Linked DNA regions of Mus musculus: regions 1, 2, 3, 4, 5 and 7 are each linked to region 6. A link is a contact called in public Hi-C, HiChIP or PLAC-seq and capture Hi-C data. All regions are on one chromosome and are shown on one strand. Each heading gives the region's core, a stretch centred on a gene start, on an enhancer-like site or on the middle of the called end of the contact. The rest is flanking DNA. Distances are from core to core; before and after follow the strand shown. Region 1 holds the start of Irf4 (interferon regulatory factor 4). Region 2 has its middle 150 kb from the start of Gm40876. Region 3 overlaps Exoc2 (exocyst complex component 2). Region 4 overlaps Dusp22 (dual specificity phosphatase 22). Region 5 holds the start of Gmds (GDP-mannose 4, 6-dehydratase). Region 6 holds the start of Foxf2 (forkhead box F2). Region 7 holds the start of Dusp22 (dual specificity phosphatase 22).

The links. Hi-C and Micro-C count contacts between places; a contact is called where the count stands out from the background. HiChIP or PLAC-seq counts read pairs in DNA pulled down with a chosen protein or histone mark. Capture Hi-C pulls out chosen DNA fragments and counts their contacts.
Region 1: a contact with region 6 is called in a capture Hi-C map of embryonic stem cells, with 18 times the contacts expected there. The contact joins the promoter of Irf4 here to the promoter of Foxf2 in region 6. A contact is called at or near these places in 13 of 39 promoter capture datasets (the C10 cell line, cranial neural crest, embryonic stem cells and 7 more), 13 of 484 Hi-C or Micro-C datasets (B cells, LSK cells, embryonic stem cells and 1 more), 12 of 115 datasets of contacts at active chromatin or transcription factors (T-cell acute lymphoblastic leukemia, craniofacial prominence, embryonic forebrain and 4 more) and 1 of 9 other capture datasets (embryonic stem cells).
Region 2: a Hi-C map of pro-B cells shows a contact between it and region 6, with 2.9 times the contacts expected there. The contact joins the enhancer-like site here to the promoter of Foxf2 in region 6. A contact is called at or near these places in 1 of 484 Hi-C or Micro-C datasets (pro-B cells) and 1 of 115 datasets of contacts at active chromatin or transcription factors (large pre-B cells).
Region 3: a contact with region 6 is called in an H3K4me3 HiChIP or PLAC-seq map of bone marrow-derived macrophages, with 3 times the contacts expected there. The contact joins the enhancer-like site here to the promoter of Foxf2 in region 6. A contact is called at or near these places in 1 of 39 promoter capture datasets (the C10 cell line), 5 of 115 datasets of contacts at active chromatin or transcription factors (bone marrow-derived macrophages, craniofacial prominence, embryonic midbrain and 2 more) and 3 of 9 other capture datasets (adipose tissue, embryonic stem cells and liver).
Region 4: an H3K27ac HiChIP or PLAC-seq map of large pre-B cells shows a contact between it and region 6, with 3 times the contacts expected there. The contact joins the enhancer-like site here to the promoter of Foxf2 in region 6. A contact is called at or near these places in 2 of 39 promoter capture datasets (hippocampal neurons and liver), 1 of 484 Hi-C or Micro-C datasets (cerebral cortex) and 4 of 115 datasets of contacts at active chromatin or transcription factors (craniofacial prominence, embryonic hindbrain, embryonic stem cells and 1 more).
Region 5: a contact with region 6 is called in an HNF4G HiChIP or PLAC-seq map of pancreatic cancer cells. The contact joins the promoter of Gmds here to the promoter of Foxf2 in region 6. A contact is called at or near these places in 2 of 39 promoter capture datasets (hippocampal neurons and pre-B cells), 1 of 115 datasets of contacts at active chromatin or transcription factors (pancreatic cancer cells) and 1 of 9 other capture datasets (pancreatic islet).
Region 7: a capture Hi-C map of embryonic stem cells shows a contact between it and region 6, with 6 times the contacts expected there. The contact joins the promoter of Dusp22 here to the promoter of Foxf2 in region 6. A contact is called at or near these places in 4 of 39 promoter capture datasets (embryonic stem cells, hippocampal neurons and liver), 3 of 484 Hi-C or Micro-C datasets (cerebral cortex and embryonic stem cells), 10 of 115 datasets of contacts at active chromatin or transcription factors (the NIH/3T3 cell line, astrocytes, craniofacial prominence and 6 more) and 1 of 9 other capture datasets (embryonic stem cells).

What each region holds. Positions count from the first base shown.
Region 1 is chr13:30,747,981-30,750,680 of GRCm38.p6, reverse strand. It overlaps Irf4 (interferon regulatory factor 4), which reads right to left and starts at 1,448. Exons shown (of 9, transcript NM_013674.2): 1 at 1,386-1,448; 2 at 1-133. The coding sequence starts at 101.
Region 2 is chr13:32,609,549-32,612,248 of GRCm38.p6, reverse strand. No RefSeq gene overlaps it. Among named protein-coding and RNA genes, the nearest start is that of Gm40876, 150 kb to the right of the region's middle. Within about 2 kb of position 1,353, at least 99 of the 459 cell types and tissues checked have an H3K27ac peak or open chromatin away from gene starts, as enhancers often do. A contact at or near this core is called in pro-B cells, where this site is marked.
Region 3 is chr13:30,833,261-30,835,960 of GRCm38.p6, reverse strand. The region is part of intron 23 of Exoc2 (exocyst complex component 2); the gene reads left to right. Among named protein-coding and RNA genes, the nearest start is that of Irf4, 85 kb to the right of the region's middle. Within about 2 kb of position 1,405, at least 87 of the 459 cell types and tissues checked have an H3K27ac peak or open chromatin away from gene starts, as enhancers often do. A contact at or near this core is called in adipose tissue and bone marrow-derived macrophages, where this site is marked.
Region 4 is chr13:30,684,892-30,687,591 of GRCm38.p6, reverse strand. All of the region lies in intron 3 of Dusp22 (dual specificity phosphatase 22), which reads right to left. Among named protein-coding and RNA genes, the nearest start is that of Dusp22, 26 kb to the right of the region's middle. Within about 2 kb of position 1,396, at least 40 of the 459 cell types and tissues checked have an H3K27ac peak or open chromatin away from gene starts, as enhancers often do.
Region 5 is chr13:32,337,283-32,339,982 of GRCm38.p6, reverse strand. Gmds (GDP-mannose 4, 6-dehydratase) reads left to right here and starts at 1,439. Exons shown (of 11, transcript NM_146041.2): 1 at 1,439-1,601. The coding sequence starts at 1,500.
Region 6 is chr13:31,624,510-31,627,209 of GRCm38.p6, reverse strand. Foxf2 (forkhead box F2) reads right to left here and starts at 1,394. Exons shown (of 2, transcript NM_010225.2): 1 at 1-1,394. The coding sequence starts at 1,130.
Region 7 is chr13:30,658,750-30,661,449 of GRCm38.p6, reverse strand. Dusp22 (dual specificity phosphatase 22) reads right to left here and starts at 1,391. Exons shown (of 7, transcript NM_001037955.4): 1 at 1,304-1,391. The coding sequence starts at 1,324. Gm35158 (a long non-coding RNA gene) reads left to right here and starts at 1,407. Exons shown (of 3, transcript XR_382157.3): 1 at 1,407-1,999.

The sequences.
Region 1 (2,700 bases), core at 199-2,698, 880 kb after region 6:
CTGTCGATCTGGTCGATCAACCACTGTCGGAGTTTCCCATTGCCGCAGCTCACTGCGCTCATGCCGAACTCTGAGCCCCGGCTGCCCGTCTCCAAGTTCATGACGCGTGCGGACCTCCTCCTGGGCTTGTGCGCTGAGGAGAGACACACATTCCCTGCAACTACCTTCGCATCACTTTGGAGGCGGGAGGAAGCCCCGTCCCAAACTCTTGCAGTGCCCACGAGGCCCCGAGTCTCTGAGGCTGCCAAGGTGCTCGGGTGCAGTGCCAGAGTCTCCGAAGTCCCCCAAGAGAAGGTACTTTGACGAAGGTATAGAGAGCATCCCTTGGCGCGCACCATCCTCCTCCTCCTCCTCCTCCTCCTCCTTTTTTTTTTGCCTGTCTGTTCTTTCTTTTATTAAAAAAATTAGGTAATTTCTTCATTTACATTTACATTAACACGCTCCGTTGAAAGCTCCTAGCTACACAGCTTCTCTGCAGATCCCAAGTCTTGCGCCACGCTGGGGCGCTCACTTTGCTCACTCGTCCCTCTGTGCTGGATCCAAGTAGCTTTCATCCCACTTTTCCCTCACTGTTTCTACACTTGCCCCTTCCTGGGTTTAGGTTGCCCTGGCTGCCCCAGGCGAAAAGGACCTGGCACATGGACTAGCCCTTGTCCAGGTCCTGTGTCCCTGCCATGCAGGTTTGCGGTACCTAGCTTACTCTCTTGACTTTCTTCTATGACACCCTTACTTTGTCCTCGGAATAACCCCAGGCCTACCCAACCAGAGACCATCACGTGGGTCCTGGAAGCAACAAGTGGAAGTCTGGTTATGGGGCAAGCAGCGCAGCCAAGAAACAGGAGATTCCAACCTGCAGAATGTCAGCGTGAACCCTGGCAGGAATGAAGCCGAGGCTGGGAATAAGGGGTGCTGCGGACAGCAACACTAGCACTCTTGCCAGAGAAGTGAAGAAGGGGCATGCGGGGAAAGGGGCTCTGAGCACCCTAAGTTTGGAGCTCTCAGCTCTTCTTGGCTGCCCGGCCTAGGAATCACGCTCTGGAGCCCTAGATGAGTTTGGGTCCTTTAGGAACCAGGGCTGGAAAGGAGCTTTCCACTGGAGCAGAGAGAGTCAGAGGCTGTCCCTCTGAGGACAAGCTGTGGCCAGTGCGATCCTTTGATGACACCACAGTCCCATTAGCTCGTCCCGCCCAGCCCGTGGGGGATGTTCTGGAACTCCCACCCAAACAGCTTCATACAAAACCCGAAGTGCACAGGTCCTAGGGCAGCGTAGATGAGCGGAGCCTGGGTCCGCTATCTCAGCATTCTCCCTCAGGCTCAGAGATGGAAGCCAGGCTTCCTCTGCCACCAGCCTCACACTCCTCCTTCTGCCCGACTACAGGCCTTACCTCACCCGCACTCTTAGCTGAGGGCAGCAAAGGGTCCCAAGTTCAAGTGGTGAAACTAGGAAAGTGAGGTGAGAAAGAGGAACTTTATAGAGCCGGAGGCGGAGTGCAGGGCGGGCGCTTCGGCCCCGCCTTGAGAGGGCGTGGCTTGCCCATACCCAGGACCGCCCCCCACCTCTGCCTTGTGCCTGGGTGTCCCGCAGGAACAGGAGCTTCGGACTAGAGCCCACCGGGTCAAGGGCTGTCCCACTTCAGACAAACCCTGGCTTTCTTCAGCTCCTCCTGTGGAGGGGGCTGGGGACTCTGATGTACTCAGAAATCCTCAACCGGATGGGACAAGTCGGTATGGCCCGTTCCTGTGAAGGTGGAGGCATGCAAAGGGGATACTGGAATCTGCACTGAGCATAGCTGATAACTACTAACTGCTCATGGCCAGGTTGGGAAGTGATGGAGAGTCTGGAGCACAGGGAACTTGGTTCTCACAGCATGTGACAGAAGAGATAGACTGAGAGAGGTCGGGAGCATCCTTGGGCAAAGCGGAGTCTTGTCTCTCTGAGCGTTTAGAGAATATCACGCTCACTAAAAAGAAAAATAGAAAGGCAAGTTTATAAGCCGTGGCCCAAATACTGTGTTTGAAACGCTTATACATGTTGGGTGAATGAAACCGACGAATTGAGATGACTCAGACAAGCACAGTCCCCAAAGTTTCAATCATGGCAACATAAAAGAGATGGGGGATCCCTGAGTACTCAGGTAGTTAGCGCGCTTCCGGATGTCAATTCACCTTAAAATGATAATTTTAACCTCAGCCTCGTGGGAGGCAGTTGCCGGTGAGGTACCAATGCCCCAAATAGAACAGCTAGGCTGACTGAAGGTTTTACTTTATTTTCGTGTTTTCTTTGACCTTCATATGTAAACTCCATGAGCTTTTGCCGCTGACTTTCTCCAGCTCAGCTTGGATGCCTGGAGCTTATATGTTATCTTGGTGTTTTCAGGTAAGCAAGCAGACTACCAGTTTCTGTATCATTTTAGATTACCACCACCACAGGTCAACTTGGAGCGTTTGTAAAGATTTGACAACTTTTTCATTTCACATGTTTCTCAGTTTTTCTTTTAATCTTCCATCCTGGGTTCTGGACTTTAGGAGAAACATCTGATTTTGGCCACAGGAAAACTGGTGCAGAGATGCCCACCGGCATGTTTTTTTTTCCTAACATCAACAGGCTTTCTCAGAAATTAACAGGATGCCATGTCGTTCTTTCACCCCAATTAGTTTTCCATTGTCAGAGCCCTGGTAGTAAACAACAGAGTTTCGTTC
Region 2 (2,700 bases), core at 104-2,603, 990 kb before region 6:
AGCTATCTGATTGCACAGTTGGCTCCATTAGGTTAACATGTGCACGTTCAGCCACACAGGTGAAATTGATTTATGCCAGGCTGCAGAGGCCAGGGGCTGCCCACCATGTGGGAAGAGTAGGATTCTTCTCACTTGGAAATTGTGAGAAATTCAATTTGAATGTGCACCCTTTTCACCCCTGAGGCAAGCCTGAGGCCACCTGAATCAAAACCAGATGGCTTCTCAGGCCTAAAGATAACAAATAGCAATTCATAGTCCTGTCGGCAGAGGACCACCAGAGCAAGGGCCGGCCAGACATGCAGCTGGCTGGCTTCTAGAACTCTGCCGCGATGCATATTAATGTTCAGTAGATCTGGAGCGGAACCTCAGCCCTCCCACTACCCCCAGTGCCTAAGAACATCCCATCATTGTAAACTGGTTATTTGAGACTGTTCAAGTGAAACACGGAACCCCTGTGTGCAAAGCCCCACTTCCTTTGCCATCTGCCCCATGCAGGGGCCGGTTTGGTTTGGCAGAGCAAGCAGGTGCCCTCCCAGCTCTGAGATCTGAGCTCCATCAGTCAGGAGTCCGCGGTGACCCAAAGTCTTGGGTGGCCGCCTTCACACGCACACTTCCTGTCAGCTGATCCATCTGCCACCCACACACTGTCTTGAGCTCAGAGATTCTTGAAGGAGGGGACAGCCCACTTACAAACCTTGCCTGGAATTACCAGGGCAGCTAAAAAATAAGACTCGGCTTTTTCAAACAAGGGAGGTGAGAATTTCAACATGAAGCCTGGAAAATGCAAGCTTTGGGCTGATCACTGAAATGGGGTCTTATAAACAAAGGATCATAATGTCTAGAAGTTTGTCTCAAAATCATATTTGGAGAGGGAAGAGGGAAATATATAGGGTGTTTTCTCAGAAGCAGGGTTTATTTGGGGACCTAAGCACATGGGCATCACCAAAATAGATCTTTCTTCCTCCTGTGTGTCACACTAGTGACTCAGGAGAGCCCTAAGCAGCCCTGTAAGTCACCAACCATCTCCACTGTGTAAAAACAAAGTCTAGTAAGCCCCAAGGAATGTGGAGGGCTTGGCTTCTTTATCTACTCGAAGTATAAGCCACGCACTTGGGTACTCAAGGCATAAATCATGCACAGATTACATGCCCCGAGTACTTGCAACTGTTTTTCTCACGTTGCCCAAGCTCTGACCTTGATCTCAACATGAAAAGCAACCGTGCAGTTCCTGCTGACTTCAGGGCCAGTGAGTGTTGGGCTGAAGACCTGGTAGGGGCATAGGTGCCAACCCCTTGCAGCCAGAAAACCCTGGCTAGCCCAGCCCCTGAGATTTACTTCCCAAGAGAGAGAAGCGCAGACTGGAGTGGGGCTTTGCTCTCTCTGTCTTTCCTCAGATCAAGGCGGTGCATCACATTGCTTACCCTGATGTGCCAGAAGTGCAGATGTTGCACCACCTGGAATGAGAAGAGAAAGCCTGCATTGTCCCCTCTGCAGACAAGGCTTCCAGAGGACTGTGCCTAATGTCAGGTCTCACCAACATTGAAACAGAACTAAACTAGGCTTCTGCCTCAGATTCATATTGAATCCCTTGCAGGGTTTAAGTCAGCCCCGGAAAGAGAGCTGTCACAGTTGCCACTACCTCCAAAGGACCACGGAGAGGGGTGGTAAGCCTGAGGAGCATACAAGAGGAGGCCCTGTGTTCTGGGAAACAGAAGATGTAGGTGCTTAGTAAGGACTTTCTGGCTCTCTATGGCACCTGGCTCTTGTTTTAGCAAGTATTCTTTCCCAGTGCTCTGTTAGAGCATCCGGTGCATTGTTTCCCTTCTCCTGAGAGCTCTGATGATATGAACTCACATGAGAAGAGCAGACTTATAGAAAGTGCTTATCTATACAGATGGTGGAGCTGGTGAGGAACTTTCTCTTGCCCACACTGTGTCCCTCAGGTGTCGTCATAGCAGACAGCTACCTGATCGGCAACCATGTTTGCTGCCCTAATTATTATTATTATTATTATTATTATTGTTGTTGTTGTTGTTGTTGTTGTTATTTTGTGATGCAGTTAGTGTGACTTTGTCATACCGGAATAACAGCCGTGTGTTAGGAAGTGGATACACATGCAGAGATGCACATATGTACACACACTGCATATACCTGCATATACGCATACACTTCAGGTGCTTACCCATATGGACAAGTTGAAACTATCACTGTATCAGTGAGGAAGGAGAGGAGGTAGATTCTGAAACAATGGCTCCCACAACTCATATTAGGTTTGTTTGCTTGTTTGTTTGTTTCTTTCCGCTGTGGCAAAACACCATGACCAAGGAAACTTACAAATGCTTCACCTGGGCTTACAGTTCTAGAAAGTTAGAGTCCATGACGGCTGGGACACAAACAGCAGACACAGTGGCTGGGACAGCAAACCGAGAGAGCTCGTGTCATGGGCTGCAAGCAGGAAAGAGCAAACTGAGACTAGCAAGAGGCTTTTAAACCTCAAAGCCCACCTCCAGCGAAGGTGGCCCTTCAGCAAGGCCTACACGGACTGAAATAGCACCACCAGCACAACCCAGTATCCAGACACCTGAGCCTATTAGGGAGCAACATTCTCACTCCATTCTCCACCTTCTCACAGACATCCAGTACTTCAAGTGATATCAGGGGAAAGGCAGAGAGTGTTGGGAACAGAACGCAGGCTCTGAC
Region 3 (2,700 bases), core at 156-2,655, 790 kb after region 6:
GAGAGGATATATCTAGCAGAGAGGATATATCTAGCAGAGAGGATATATCTAGCAGAGAGGATATATCTAGCAGAGCACCGGGAAAGCAAGCTTCTTGTGAGGACAAAGAGCAGCTCAGGGGCTGGAGTGAAATAGCCACTTGAATCCACATGTGTGAAGGAAGATTGCATCGTAAAGAGTCAGAAACAGAATCCCGTGTATGAAATGAGGAGCTGAGCCCTCCTCTATCCTCTTGCTCCCCTTGGATTGTGTGTCTTGTCCTCAGAACCATCTCCGAAAGCTGTTATCGAAGCTCTACAAATAAAGGCTCAGGCAGGTAGACAGCCCCTGGGGAGCCAGAGGCTCACTCAGATCCACCACCCTGCCCTTTCTACGTAACCTCTGTCTTCTGCCATTGGATCCACCAGTGCAGAAGCAGCACTTTGTGTCTTTAATACTCTCAGCAGATTAGTGGCTTGTGCAAAAACATAGGACTCTAGAGACAGACACTTGTACCTGGATTCTTACTGTGGAAATGGGGCTTGACTAATTCACAACTGTTGACTTCTAGTTTTCACATGACCAAACTTTTTAATATCTAGATTGATCCTTTGATTTAATGACTAAAGTTACAACAGTGGGCCACTCCTTCATATGAAAGATTAGTCTATGGAGCTGGATGTTGAGGATGAGGCTCACACCCAGTTCTTTCTCTGCCCCACAGTTGGTTCCAGTGCTGGGGCACCTCACTACAGCTCACTGCTCTCATAAGCCCGAGAGCAGCTCTGCACCTTCTGCACACGGGTGCCAGGCCATGGGCGGGCTCCTCACATGGGCGGGCTCCTCACATGGGTGGGCTCCTCACATGGGTGGGCTCCTCACATGGGCGGGCTCCTCACATGGGCGGGCTCCTCACATGGGCGGGCTCCTCACATGGGCATGCTCCTCACATGGGCATGCTCCTCACATGGGCATGCTCCTCACATGGGCATGCTCCTCACAGCTGACGTGTTTTCCAGAGTCCACAGCTCAGTAGCCTGCTACCCAGCAGTGCTTCCAGCCCAAGCGTCAGGTTTCAATCTTACAATCTTACTGAAATAATATTTTCTTTAAACTGGCCTCCTTGAGATTTTGAAAATTGAACAGTTCCTATTTATGCAATATTATGTTCAGAGTGGTAGTTTACAGTGTGAATAAAAACTCTCATTTGCATGGAGAGAGTGAATCTTTTTTGTTGTTACTTTCACTTTTCCAGTTAAGACTGCTTTCTAATGAAAGGCTTGATGAGGGGATGAGAGAGGGGTGTGTGTGAGTGTGTGTGTGTGTTGGTGTGTTAATGTTGTGTGTGTGTGTAGTTAGTTGAGACAGAGTAGTTTTAATGTGTCAGTTCGTGTTAATTCTGTCTCCTTTGAAGGCTGAAGTTCAGGATGTCAGGGTTATGAGGAACTGGCTGACTCGTGCGCTAATGCTGCAGACTGTTCTGTGACATGCGCTGTTGATGTGATCCATGGTTCCTGTAACACATCACGTAAACTGCTGAGGAGAGGCTGGGGACTTGCGTCCCCCTTGCCTATTTCTAAGTCTTGAAAGCTGTTTTTCTAAACAGCTTTTAATAATAAGGCAGTTTATTGATACTAAGTTCCACTGAATTTTATTTATATGTATATAAAAGTAAACCATGAACTCATTAGTATTTTCATTGCTGGTAATACTTTGTTTTCTAAAGAGTAGAGTTTTCCTATGAAATCCACCATAGTGATCAGTAGGACCACATTTTGATACAGGAAAAGTCCTGGTATAGAAAACAGCACTATAGAGGCAGAAGTTATTATTCACACACTCACAGTAGGGCCACCTTGCCCCTGAGGATACAAGTCAGTATGGGAATGTACACCAAAACAGGGAGACCTGTACTTCCAACAGAAATTTGCTTTCTCCATTACAACAAAAGCTAATTGTATTATGTGATATTTAGGCTTCTTTGTCTGTTATGCCAATACTGATAAAGTTTCTGACTATCTTTAAAAAAAAAAAAAAAAAACAGGCAGTATGTGTCTTTAGAGTATAGTTGAATAGATAGTTTACTTAAAAAGAAAAAAAAAAAAAAAAAACAGCCCAGGCTTCTTTCATGTAATGTTTCAGTTTGACAATTTTAAAAAGTACATTGTGGGATATTTATAGTATTTTTCGATCTATTTTTGTCAGTAGACTAGGAGTGCTAACTGATTTAGGGCACAGGGGTTAAAAACAGGAAATGTGGTGTACGAAGTAGGTTGTCTCCAGACTTTCCAATTTCTTGAAGTATTACCTACCGGGGAGTGCCGGGTTTCAAAACAACACTAGCAGAGAACTTTGAGTTTGTCCATAGAGAAGCAATGTCTGTTGTGCCAGGAAGTGGTTCACGGGAAGGAAGGTCTGCATTCTTGGTATGGCTTCACATGGTACGGCATGCTTTCTGTAACTCCTTTTGAGACTCCAGACAGGCAGAGGAGTGAAAGGCTTGGCTTCGTCCACCTTTACATTTTGCTTAAAATGCTACTTGATTTTTTTTTCAATGAAAAGTTTTGTCAAATTGCTGTTTAAAAGTTTTCAATGAACTGTTGAGTTGGGACATGTTGTAGCACCAGGCAACCCATGGTTAAAATGCATGGAGAAGCAAGACCTCTGTTTCCTGTGGCCTTTTGAATGACAGCTTGGCAGAATCTACCAAGACTGAAAACC
Region 4 (2,700 bases), core at 147-2,646, 940 kb after region 6:
GCTGGGATTAAAGGCATGCACCACCACTGCCCGGCTGCGGTGTCTCTTTTGAAAGCTTCTCTCCCCAACTTGGCTCACAAAGACTCCAGCTTTGTGTTCTGAGTTCCTCCCTGACCCCAGAATGCAGGTGCCTTCGCCCAGCATGCAAGCTTGGGTTGCTTGACCCCAAACTCTTACAGTGATCACTGTTTTCCCATTCTCTCAGCTCTTGCTCCTTGAAAATCAGTCACAAATGTGTTTAAGTGAAGAAAAGGATGCTTCAAGAAGCAAATGCATCTTTCAAAACTCAAACCCATATATCCCAAAGCTGGCTATGGCATATGGAGCTGGCTCTAGAGTCATGGTTTCATGCAGGCACACGCATGCCTTCATCTCAGGAGGCTTTAGCCTCAACTTTCACTGCCTATTGCTAATGGTCTTGGTGAATGTGCTCATAAGAATGAACAACTTAGGTAGCCATTATGATGAGACTTCATGGATCTAGAATGTCTCTGACATTTTTATGAAACAACATCTCACAGAACCTTCCATTTCCTCTGGCTCTTGCAGTCCCCCGACTCCCCCTCTGCTATGGTCCCCGAGCCTCAGGTGCACTTGTGTTGTAGATATATCAGTTAGGGTTGAGTACTTAACTTCTACATGTTTATGGGCCTTGGTCCTCTGTAATGGCCACCATCCATTGCAAAGGCTGTCTAGAGGAGATACGAACATGGATGACTCCAGCAGAAACGATAACAAGGAAAAGAGAAACCTCAGGGGGCATCAACTCCAGACAAAGAACTGCAGGAATGCTGAGAACGGAACAAATAGTTTCTCCAGGGAAAAGCCCTCTAATTGGTTATCCAATGCTATGTGGTCAGACCCAAATCTTATAGATACAAGTAACATTATATAGACTGAACAGGTTACAATGTATATATTAAGGAATATGCATATATTTATGTATATGTATGCATATACATGTATATACACATATACATATCCACACACACACACATATATCTCACAACAATTCTTTTTTTTTTTAATTGGGAGACTTCATTTTTTTTTTTAATTGACGAGAGATCTTCTCTAGGTCACACTTAGGGTATGTTTGGAAAGGAGGGAAATATTGACTCAACTGAGTATTGATCTTAAGGGCTAGCTAAGTCCTTGAAGGTAGGGTTCAGGCTCCCAGAAAGCAGAAGCCAAATTTAGCAAGAGTGTTTGAATTCCATGAGAATGTGAGGAGCTTTCAGAATAGCAAGGGTTCTGGAGCTGGGCAGTTAGGGAGAAGCAAGGCAAGGGTGCTATTCTGCCATATCTCCTCCACACAAGGAGAAGCATCCTTCTGCAATGTGGTCAACTGTGAATGCTGCAGTGGTTGCCATGGTACTGCCTGAGGTTTACAACATGGCAGGTGCAGCTGGAAGGGTGCTTTCCTCTCTCAGCGTAGACACCAGCGTCCTAGGGCCCCCCTTTGATGGGGAGTGCTTTACCACAACCCTCCCCCTTCACTGTGAACACTTTGATGGGCTATTTTTATTTCAACAGCTGTATGCTCTAGCACTGGACACAGATGGAAGCCCCAGAGCAGAAAGCACTGTGGCCACCAAGGAGACAGAGGGTCATCAGGATCTCAGAATGGCCAGTAAGAGCCACTCACTTGTGATATCATTGCTCATTATGGAAGCATGAAGAATAGTTTTTCATCAGAAGAGACAAGAAACATCAGTTTAAAGGGAACAAGAAAACAAAACAAGAGATGTTTAGGATATGCTACTCATACTAGGTTAGCCATGAACCATTTTCTCTTGAGGGTAGAATACCACATGCAGTTGAAGTTCAGCAGCCTTAGTAAGGAACTGCCTTTCCTTGGGATCATGGCGCTGGTTCCTGAGAACAGAAACTTGAACTTAAGTAAATTAGGATGTATTTGTCACATCATACTAGCAAGTTCCTAGGAGTGGAGTCTCAAGGCCTGGGCTTGGTTCTGTCCATGCAAGCTGCTCACCCCAGAAGTGATAAGGAGACAGCTGGTTCTCACCTACAGCCCCCTTCATCCCCCCAACTGGCCATGGTCAGAAGAACCGAGGGCTTAGTGGCTCATCTCATTTTAACTACAAGAAAGTTTGGGGAAAAAAAAAAATTCCAAGCTAGACCTGGTGGTGTAGTTCTGTAATCCCAGCTCCTCGTAAGGCTGAGGCAGGACTGCAAGTTCCAGGCCTGACTGGGCCAGAATGAGTTCAAGAGCAGCATGGACCCTGCCTCAAAACAGAGTCCGAAAAGGCGTTGGAGATTGAATTTAGTGAGCGAGTTCTTGCTTAGTTTGCAGAAATCCCTGAATTAAATCCTTAGTAAGGGGAGGGGAGATCGAGGAAGGGAAAGAGGAAGAGAAAGAAAAGAGAGGGGTTTTATGATAGTGGGAACACTGAGCCCAGCACTGCACTGTGAGCCTCCTACTGTGTGCTTTAACTTTCACCCTGCACTGTTTTCTTTCCCATCAAAAAGGTCAAGAGGTGGCCAACAATTCACCCACTCTGTGATCCAAGGTGGAAATTGAAATCTGCTGTGGTTGTGGTAACAGCTGAAAGGGGACAAGTGATATGTCAATGTACGTCCAGGGGCGGATGTCACCCTCCCTCCGCACACTCGTTTCCAGAACATCCCAGGGGGGCTGGGCCACAGGAAGGGAGGCACACTCCAGAAGCGTTCTGAGCA
Region 5 (2,700 bases), core at 190-2,689, 710 kb before region 6:
AAAAATATTGGTTTTATTTGTTTACTTTTGTACTATTGGGCATCAATCCCATTAGGCAAGTGCTTTACCACCAAGCCATAGCTCAGCACATCCAATACATATTTGATTTTTATGATTTTTTTCTGTTAAATTTTTTACTAGACAGATAAATTCCTAGTATTCATTAGTATGATAGAAGGTGTCAGACCTACAGAACAAATGGGACATATCTCTCCTAAGTATTCATTTTTTTCTATTTATCCTTACATTACAACATATTTACATAAAACTAAATCAATAGTTAAAGATCATCTAGATTTTAGACATTTCTTGCCTTAAGGAATATATTTCCCCAACTTCTAGGTCTCATTTTCCATATAGAATGCGCTAGAGGAAAGGTAAAAATATTAAACCAGACAAGCCTATGTATAAAGTTTGGAATGTTTCCGAGGAGTTTGGGCACTCTGGTTTTGGAACTACAGGTTTGTATCATATCTAGCAGGTTCTATTGGGCCCTGTCCTAGTAGCTCAGTTTGCAAAGGGAAAGACGGTTTGAGGATGTTTATTGGAGAGATAAGCTGGACAGTATGTGTGTACGTGTGTATGTGTGTGTGTTTCTTCCCTACACCCTTGTCCCTATGTCTGAGTCCTTTGTCAGCCTTTCTCAGTCAGTGAATCTGTCAGTGTGCATGCACTAAATAGAAACAAGTTCAAAAGACACTGCAACAACCCCACCTCATGAAATTTGTACAGGTTTTACTGACCTGTGGATTTTTGTCAATTGTTTCCTTATGCAGGATGGGGGCGGGGCCAGAAACTTCCAGCCCTCGAAGTAAATACTGTTCCTTGAACGGAATTACCGGGAACCCCCAAACTAGTCCAAACATTAGCAAACTGCTAATGTTCACAGAAGATTCACAGGTTAGAGTAGCCTTGAAACTCTAGTGCCTTCGAGAAATGTTAAAACTGACCTGCTCACAAAGACAATGAAGCAGATTTCTAGAAATTTAATAAGGTCGATGACTCCAGCCTTGGATACCTAGATTTGGATTTCAGAGCTCTTTCCTACCGAGAAGGTCAGCTCGTCATTCCTCCTGGCATCATGGGGCGATATGAGGATTCCCGGAGACCGAGGCCCATGCAGGCCATATCCTCTACTCTGACCGCAGACTTACATCCTTCCTCTTCCAGGGGCCCGGCGCCCTCAGGCCCCGCCCCCAGAGAGGCGTGGCTCAGCGCGGAGACCCCGGCAGGGGCGGAGCTGTCGGGGGCGCTGCTGACGCGTCGCTGCTTGGGCGAGTGACGCGGCGCCAGCCAGGCCTCAGCCCGGCTCGCGCCGCCCGCCCCGACTAAGCTGGCCCGCCCCTCGCTCCACGCCCGGCCTCCCGCGCGCCCTGTCAGACCGTGGCGGCCGCTGCAGCTCCGTGAAACGACTGGCGCGCGCACCCTGGTCCCTGCCGGCCCGCGGCTCGTTCCACTCCGCCTTCCTCTCGGCCGCACGCTCACCCGCCTGAGGCGACATGGCTCAAGCTCCCGCTAAGTGCCCGAGCTACCCGGGCTCCGGGGATGGCGAGATGGGCAAGCTCAGGAAGGTGGCTCTCATCACTGGCATCACCGGACAGGTGAGTGCGGGGCGGGGACGAGCGGCCTGTAGCCCGGGGGCACGTGGGCCGCCTCCCCGCGCAGGGCCGCTGTGCCACCGGGAACTGCGCTCCACGAGTCCCGGAAGGTGTGAGCGGCTGCGGGATGGGACAGCTTCAGCCCCAGCAGCATGGCTCTCTGATCCTTCTGGGGGTGTGAGCTGGTGGTGCTAAGCAACCGGACCACTCTGCTCCACCTGTCCCCTGGGTGACTGTAGTTTCTTTCCTGGAGCCCAAGTGAGCTCTTGGAAGGAATTTCGTACTTTGTAGATCCTGGTGCAGGGAAGGAAAGGGGCGAGGAATATGTCAGTATGTGGAGTCCCAAAGTGAGACCGACTTTTCTAATTCCAAAGGCATGAACTCCTTGGGTGAGGTAATTAGGCTGTGCTGTCTTGAATGTTGGGACCCCATGGCCTATGCTAGGCATGACTAATTTATGACAGTCATCTCATAGAGGTATGGCAACAGATAAGGCTAACCACTGCCTTGTCAAGTTGTGTAGAGTGAGATTCAGGGGTGTTGAAGTAATGTCCTTGTTACTTGCTGTAGGGCATCTGTTTTCTGTGTATCCCAGGACATCTGATGGTGGTCAATGCTAAAGCGAAGATGGTAAAGATGATAATAAAGCTAATATGGCCCACACCAGCATACTTACCATATCGGAGTTACTTGGTTAATACTGACTAGTTAGCTTCCATACAACAAAGTCCTTATTTCCAGTTTAAGATTGAGGAAAATGAGTTTGAATTACCTGAAGCCCAACAGGTAGGAAGTGTATTGTTGGGGTTGGAAGTGGTCTTAAAGTTCTCTCGTTTTACCAAAGAGCAGATACACAGTTCCCAGACATTAGACTATTTCAGTTACTAGCTACTGATCATTCTTTCAGTTATCATTGCATCTTGTTTAAGGTACTTTCGATAAATAAACGTTTACCAACTAGTAAGATAGAAGAGGTAGGAAAAGGGTCCAGGGTTGAGGATAAAAACGTCAAGTCAGGGACTCCTCAGGGGTGCTCTACCATAGAACTGTGCACCCCCCCCCATGTCACCTCTCTTTTCTAATGCTAGAGATCTTTCAGATG
Region 6 (2,700 bases), core at 145-2,644:
GAGTAGGAAGACATGCTGGGGTGCAGACCAGCAGAGGCCGCGGGATTACTGCTTGGCGTCAGGGCAGGCGGCTGCTTGAGGTAAGGTGAAGCGCCAGGCGAGCTCCAATGTGCCGCAGGGCTAGTGTAGGGCGAGTGACACTCAATGGCGCTTGCCATAGCCGGGGATGAGGGCACAGGGCTGCTGCTGCTGTCCGGCCCATAGTCCCCGCCGCCACCGCCGCCACCCGCTGCCGCACCGACGCCCGCAGGACCTGCGGGCACCGGGCAGCTGGCCATATAGGTGGAGCCCGGGTTGGGCGACATGTGGGGGACGTGGTGGTGGTGGAGGTGGTGTGGATGCGCGTGGCCCGGAGCACCCGCCCCTGTATCATAGCCCGCGGGCATCATGTCGAGGCCACCATAACCGCCTTGACCGTGGCAACCCAGAGGCGCCGACGGGGGCGCTTGGAAGTCGAAGCCCTGGGGCAGCAGCGAGGCCCCGAAGCCCAAGCCGCTCACCACGCGATGGTACATGGGTTTGAGAGCCTGGCACTTCCGCCTGAAGCCGCGCGGCCGGCGGCGGAACGAACCCTCCTCAAACATGAATTCGCTGGCCGGGTCGATGGTCCAGTAGTGGCCCTTACCAGGTCTCCCGAGGCCCTTGGGCAGCTTGATGAAGCACTCGTTGAGCGAGAGGTTGTGGCGCACGGAGTTCTTCCAGCCCTGGTAGGCGCCACGGAAAAAGGGGAAGCGCGCCTGTAGGAACTGGTAGATCTCACTGAGCGTCAGGCGCTTGCTGGGCGAGCTCTGGATGGCCATGACGATGAGCGCGATGTACGAGTAAGGAGGCTTCTCCGGCCGCCGCAGCCCCGAGGTTGCCTTCTTGGTGCCTCCACTCCCGGCGCCCGCGCCGCCGCTGCTAGCCGCACTCTTGCAAGCACCGGCCGAGGCGCTGACGGAGTTAGAAGAGGACGAGGCACAGGAGGCAGAGGATGATGATGACGACGACGAAGTGGACTCCAGGGTGGCGGCGGGTGGCGGGCTCATCAAGGCGGCCTGGAGCGCGCCGGGCGCCGGGCTGCACGCGCGGCGGAGTGGGGCAGGCGGCGGGCGCGGCGGGGGTGGCGGAGGCCCGCCCTCGGTGCTCATCTGGGAATCGGGAACGAGGCCGGGCCTGGGGGGCGGACCCCGGACCGGGATCGGCGGCGCCGGAGCCGGGTCGGTCCACAAATCGGGCGAGTGCCCTACTGCGCCGGCCGCGCTGCAGCCCGGGCCACTGCGGGCCAGCGCTTCGGCGTCGCCTCCCTCAGCTCCTCTGGGGCTTCGGGCGGCGGCGGCGGCGGCGGGTCGGAGGCAACGCCCCGCGCATCCCTCTTCCGAGCCTCCGGCCGGCTCCTTGCGCAACCGTCTCCTAAGCCACTGAGGCGACGCTGCCCAGAGCTGGACAGCTGCGCCCTCGAGCCAAGACCTCAGCCCGGACCCCGGGGACTAGCCCGTCGTCTTCTTTCAGGAGTGCTCTTCTCTCTGTCTCTTGGACTTCCTCCCTGGCGCGCCCTCCCCGCGGCAGCTTCGCTCCCTCCCTCCCTCGCTCCCTCCCTCCACCCCACCCCGCCCTGCCCCCTCCTTGCTCCGCGCCGCCCGCCACGGGGAGGGCGCACAGGGCTCGCGTCACTCCTCCCCCTCTGGACCTGGCGGCGGGCTCCTGCTCTTATCGCCTCCCGGACTCTCCGGGGTCCTGCTGGCACTACTAATTCCTCTCGGGGCTCTTTCCCTTTCCCAGTCTGTCCTCTTCAAAGCCGCAGATACACCCGCATTCAGCAGGGAGAACTCCCAACCTTGGCCAGACTCGATTACTCCTAACTTCAGCAATTCATTCTCTGTTCCTTCCAGCAGCCCGTATCCTATCCCAGAAGTGCCCCCAACCTAGCGATCCGTGCCCGGACACACCCTGCCCCTCCTCCACCCCCGCCGGACCCTGTGGGGGCTGAGTCTTGGGGAGACTGTGCCCTGGAAGAGCTTCCTTAGCCACGGTCCCCAGTGCCCGAACTGACACCATCTGTCAACTTCATTTAGGCAGTGCTGCCCTCAGCCACACGCCAGGGTGCCAGACGTCCCAAGGTAACGTGCCAACTCCGGGTCTCTCTCTCTCTCTCTCTCTCTCTCTCTCTCTCTCTCTCTCTCTCTCTGGCTGGACATGCAGGCTTCTGAGAGGTCACAGCAGAGGGCAAACACTGGACGCCCTTGAGCTGTGCCCGGGGCAGTTATGAACAGATTGTCAGCTGAGCAAGGGGTTTGGGTGGAGAAACCTGGGGCCACCTCTTAGACACTCTTTTGAGTCGAATGGATTCGGTTTTTTATTTGCTTCCATTTTCCACTGACTTGTCATTTCCACTTCATGCTGAGAGAGAGCAAGAGAGACCCTGAGTAAGGAGATAGTTGTATTTATTATCAACAAGGAAGGTCTGCACAGCTGCCAGTGGGTTTACAGCGTCTGTCTTCCGGTGCACCCCCCCCCCACTCCCTATGTTCCGTGGCCCAGCTCCCTCCATTCGAGAACACTCCTCCAGTTGTGGCTTATTCCTCTAAGTAAGAGTCGGCTCAGAGAGAGATGGCCCTCGGGAGAAATCATTCCAATGAGACCCGACAGTTAGTTATTGGATTACACGTGCGGGGAAATGTAGTCTGACCCCGGACAGGGGCTGCAAAGCGAGTTGCAAGC
Region 7 (2,700 bases), core at 142-2,641, 970 kb after region 6:
TATGATAATAAAATAGTCAAGGAATCTACTATAAGAAGTAAATAGCACAATGTGGATATGAATACTGCCACCTTCGCTGAGAAGTATGAAAAGAATATCCCTTAGGCAATCAATCACTTGTATACCTAAACCCATTCTTTCAATTAGAATATAAAATACTAGAAACCAAATGCAGAAAGGGACAGTAAACAGTGGCGCCAACTAGAAATGTCAAGGGAAAGCAAGCAGAGTCTGTCAGCCCCAGGCGGACATCTTCAACCGGTCTAATTTTAAAAGCAGAAAGCTCAGAGCGATGACTGATCCCTGTGCTAATGGGAACATAATACAAGCATATATTCATGAGAGGGAGTTTGTTTCAAATTTGATCACTGGCGAAAATAATAATAATAATAATAATAATATAATAATAATAATAAAATAATAAAATCCTAGTCACCAACACACAAAAGTCACAACGCACAAAAACATGGAGACTGTGCAAGGAGCATGCAGGCTTCCATCAAAGACATGTTCGTTCCCTCCTCGGTCTTGGATCTCTGCCTCAATAATCATTCCCATGGAAGTAACTAAACCACTGCAGAGCCCCTCGCCACAAAGCAGAGACAAATGTGAAAGGGTGAAGAAAGAAGGGGAGAAAGCGAGCCACACCGTTAGAACCTATAAACATGATGGATAAAGTAAGTGGAGACAAGATGGGGGGTAACACCAGAAGCTAACCAAACCCAGGACCATTTAAAATACTTGTAGAAGTACTTGTCTTAGTCCTGGGCATCCAGAGCCTTAGTAAGATTTCTCTTTGAACCAGCAAGTTCCTTAACCTTGAGACTGACACAAATAGAACCCGGAGGACTGTCACCGCCAGATCATCCTCAATCTAGGGGGTAGGGGTGAGAAAACCGGCCCAGAAGGTTTGGGCCACCACAGGGGCAAAGAAAGAGTTTCTAGAAGGCCTTGCGGCCACAACAGCCAGCCAACAGGTTGCCCTAAGGAAGCCCCACAACCCAGGGTCAACCAGCTCCAGACACCGAAAGCCATGTCAGTTCTAGGGTTTCCGTGAACTTCCCCCACCAGAGTGGCTTATCTGTGCACGCGCACACAAATCTGGGGAAAAGAGGAAATTACAGAAGCCGCCCATCTGGCCCGGTTCACCAATGCTGTGGGTGGCAGACGTCAAGGGGCCCGGTCTCAGGGGAGGGAGACAGACCAGCTCCAGCATGGGTCCCCCGCTCTCAAAGGGGCACGCTGTGCGGGTCAGGGCTGCGGAGGCTGCAGAAAAGAGGGTGCGGCCGGGACCGGACGTTACCTGGCTCATCCCACTCCCCATGGCCGCGCCGGGCTCGCCGCTCCGCGCTCGCGGGAGGAGACCGGGCGCGCAGCCGGGCGGGCAGGCGGGCGGGGCAGCGGGAGGCGGCGCCAGGGCGGCGCTCGCTGCGCGCTCCACCCGGGACGCGGCATTACTGTCCGGCCGTGCGGACGTCGGGGACAGCGGCCCTCGCCCCCGCGGCCGGACGCCCAGCGCGCACGCGCTCGTGCTCGCGCATGAGCCCCAGCCTACAACCCTGCAGTTTGCGCACGCGCGCCGGGTGGGGGGTGGGGTGGACGGAGGCAGGCGCAGCGGTAGGGGGGTCCCCAAGTCCCTAAAGGCGGTTTCCCCTGGGGCTCCCTGGTGCCAGTTACGGGCAGTGTCTCAGGCCTTGACTCCCCTGTTAGAGGGGCTCCCCTGTCTGGGTTTTCTGAGCCAACAAGGCGGGGGATTCCTGTGGGCCCTGCCCCACCCAACTCAGACCGAGAAGGAGCATGCTCTGGGAAAGGTGGGCTAGGTGACTCACCTCTGCAGAGACGTGACCCTGGTCGAGGAGAGGAACCCAACTGTCTCTAAATGGTCTTTTTCAGGGCAGTGTGTTGCAATGACTACCCCCAGAAAGCCCCCACGTACCTGCACTGCGGTTTTGTCTAGCGTGTGCATGCATTCTAGCATGTGGGCCATCTATCATCCTTGGTAATTTTTTTTTCCCCGAGACATCTGTGTAGCCCTGGCCCTGGCTGTCCTGGAACTCACTTTGTAGACCAGGCTGGCCTCGAACTCAGAAATCCACCTGCCTCTGCCTCCCGAGTGCTGGGATTAAAGGTGTGCACCTGGGATTAAAGGTGTGCACCACCGTGCCTGGCTTATCCTTGGTAAAATTTTAATTTCCTTTATAGGCACTAAGACCTGGGGGTTTGAACATCCCTTTCACTTGGGTAACCCAAGACCCTCAGAAAACACAGATACTTAACATTACTATTTAAAACAGTAGCAAAATTACAGTTATGAAAATAATTACAGTTATGAAAATAATTTTATGGTTGGGGGTCACCAAGTTATGAGTAGCCATATTAAAGAGTCACAGCATTAGGAAGATTGAGAACCACTGAACTAAAGGTTTCTCATTTCCATTTTGTATTCTTGACAACGCCCTACACCCAGTAGATGCCAGTACTTGTTGAATGAAGATAATGCCATGTTTCAAGCCCAATTCTGCTGGCCTTAGATCACCCTCCCCCTTCCTGGAATCAGCCCCAGGGGCTGCTCTGTTTTTTCTTAGACATCCTAGGCTTGATCTTACACAGGGTCCTGTGTTACTGACATCTCAACGCCCAATTCTTTGCATAGCTTTTTTGAGGTCTTAGTACAAAGGTCATCTCCCCATAGATTCTTCT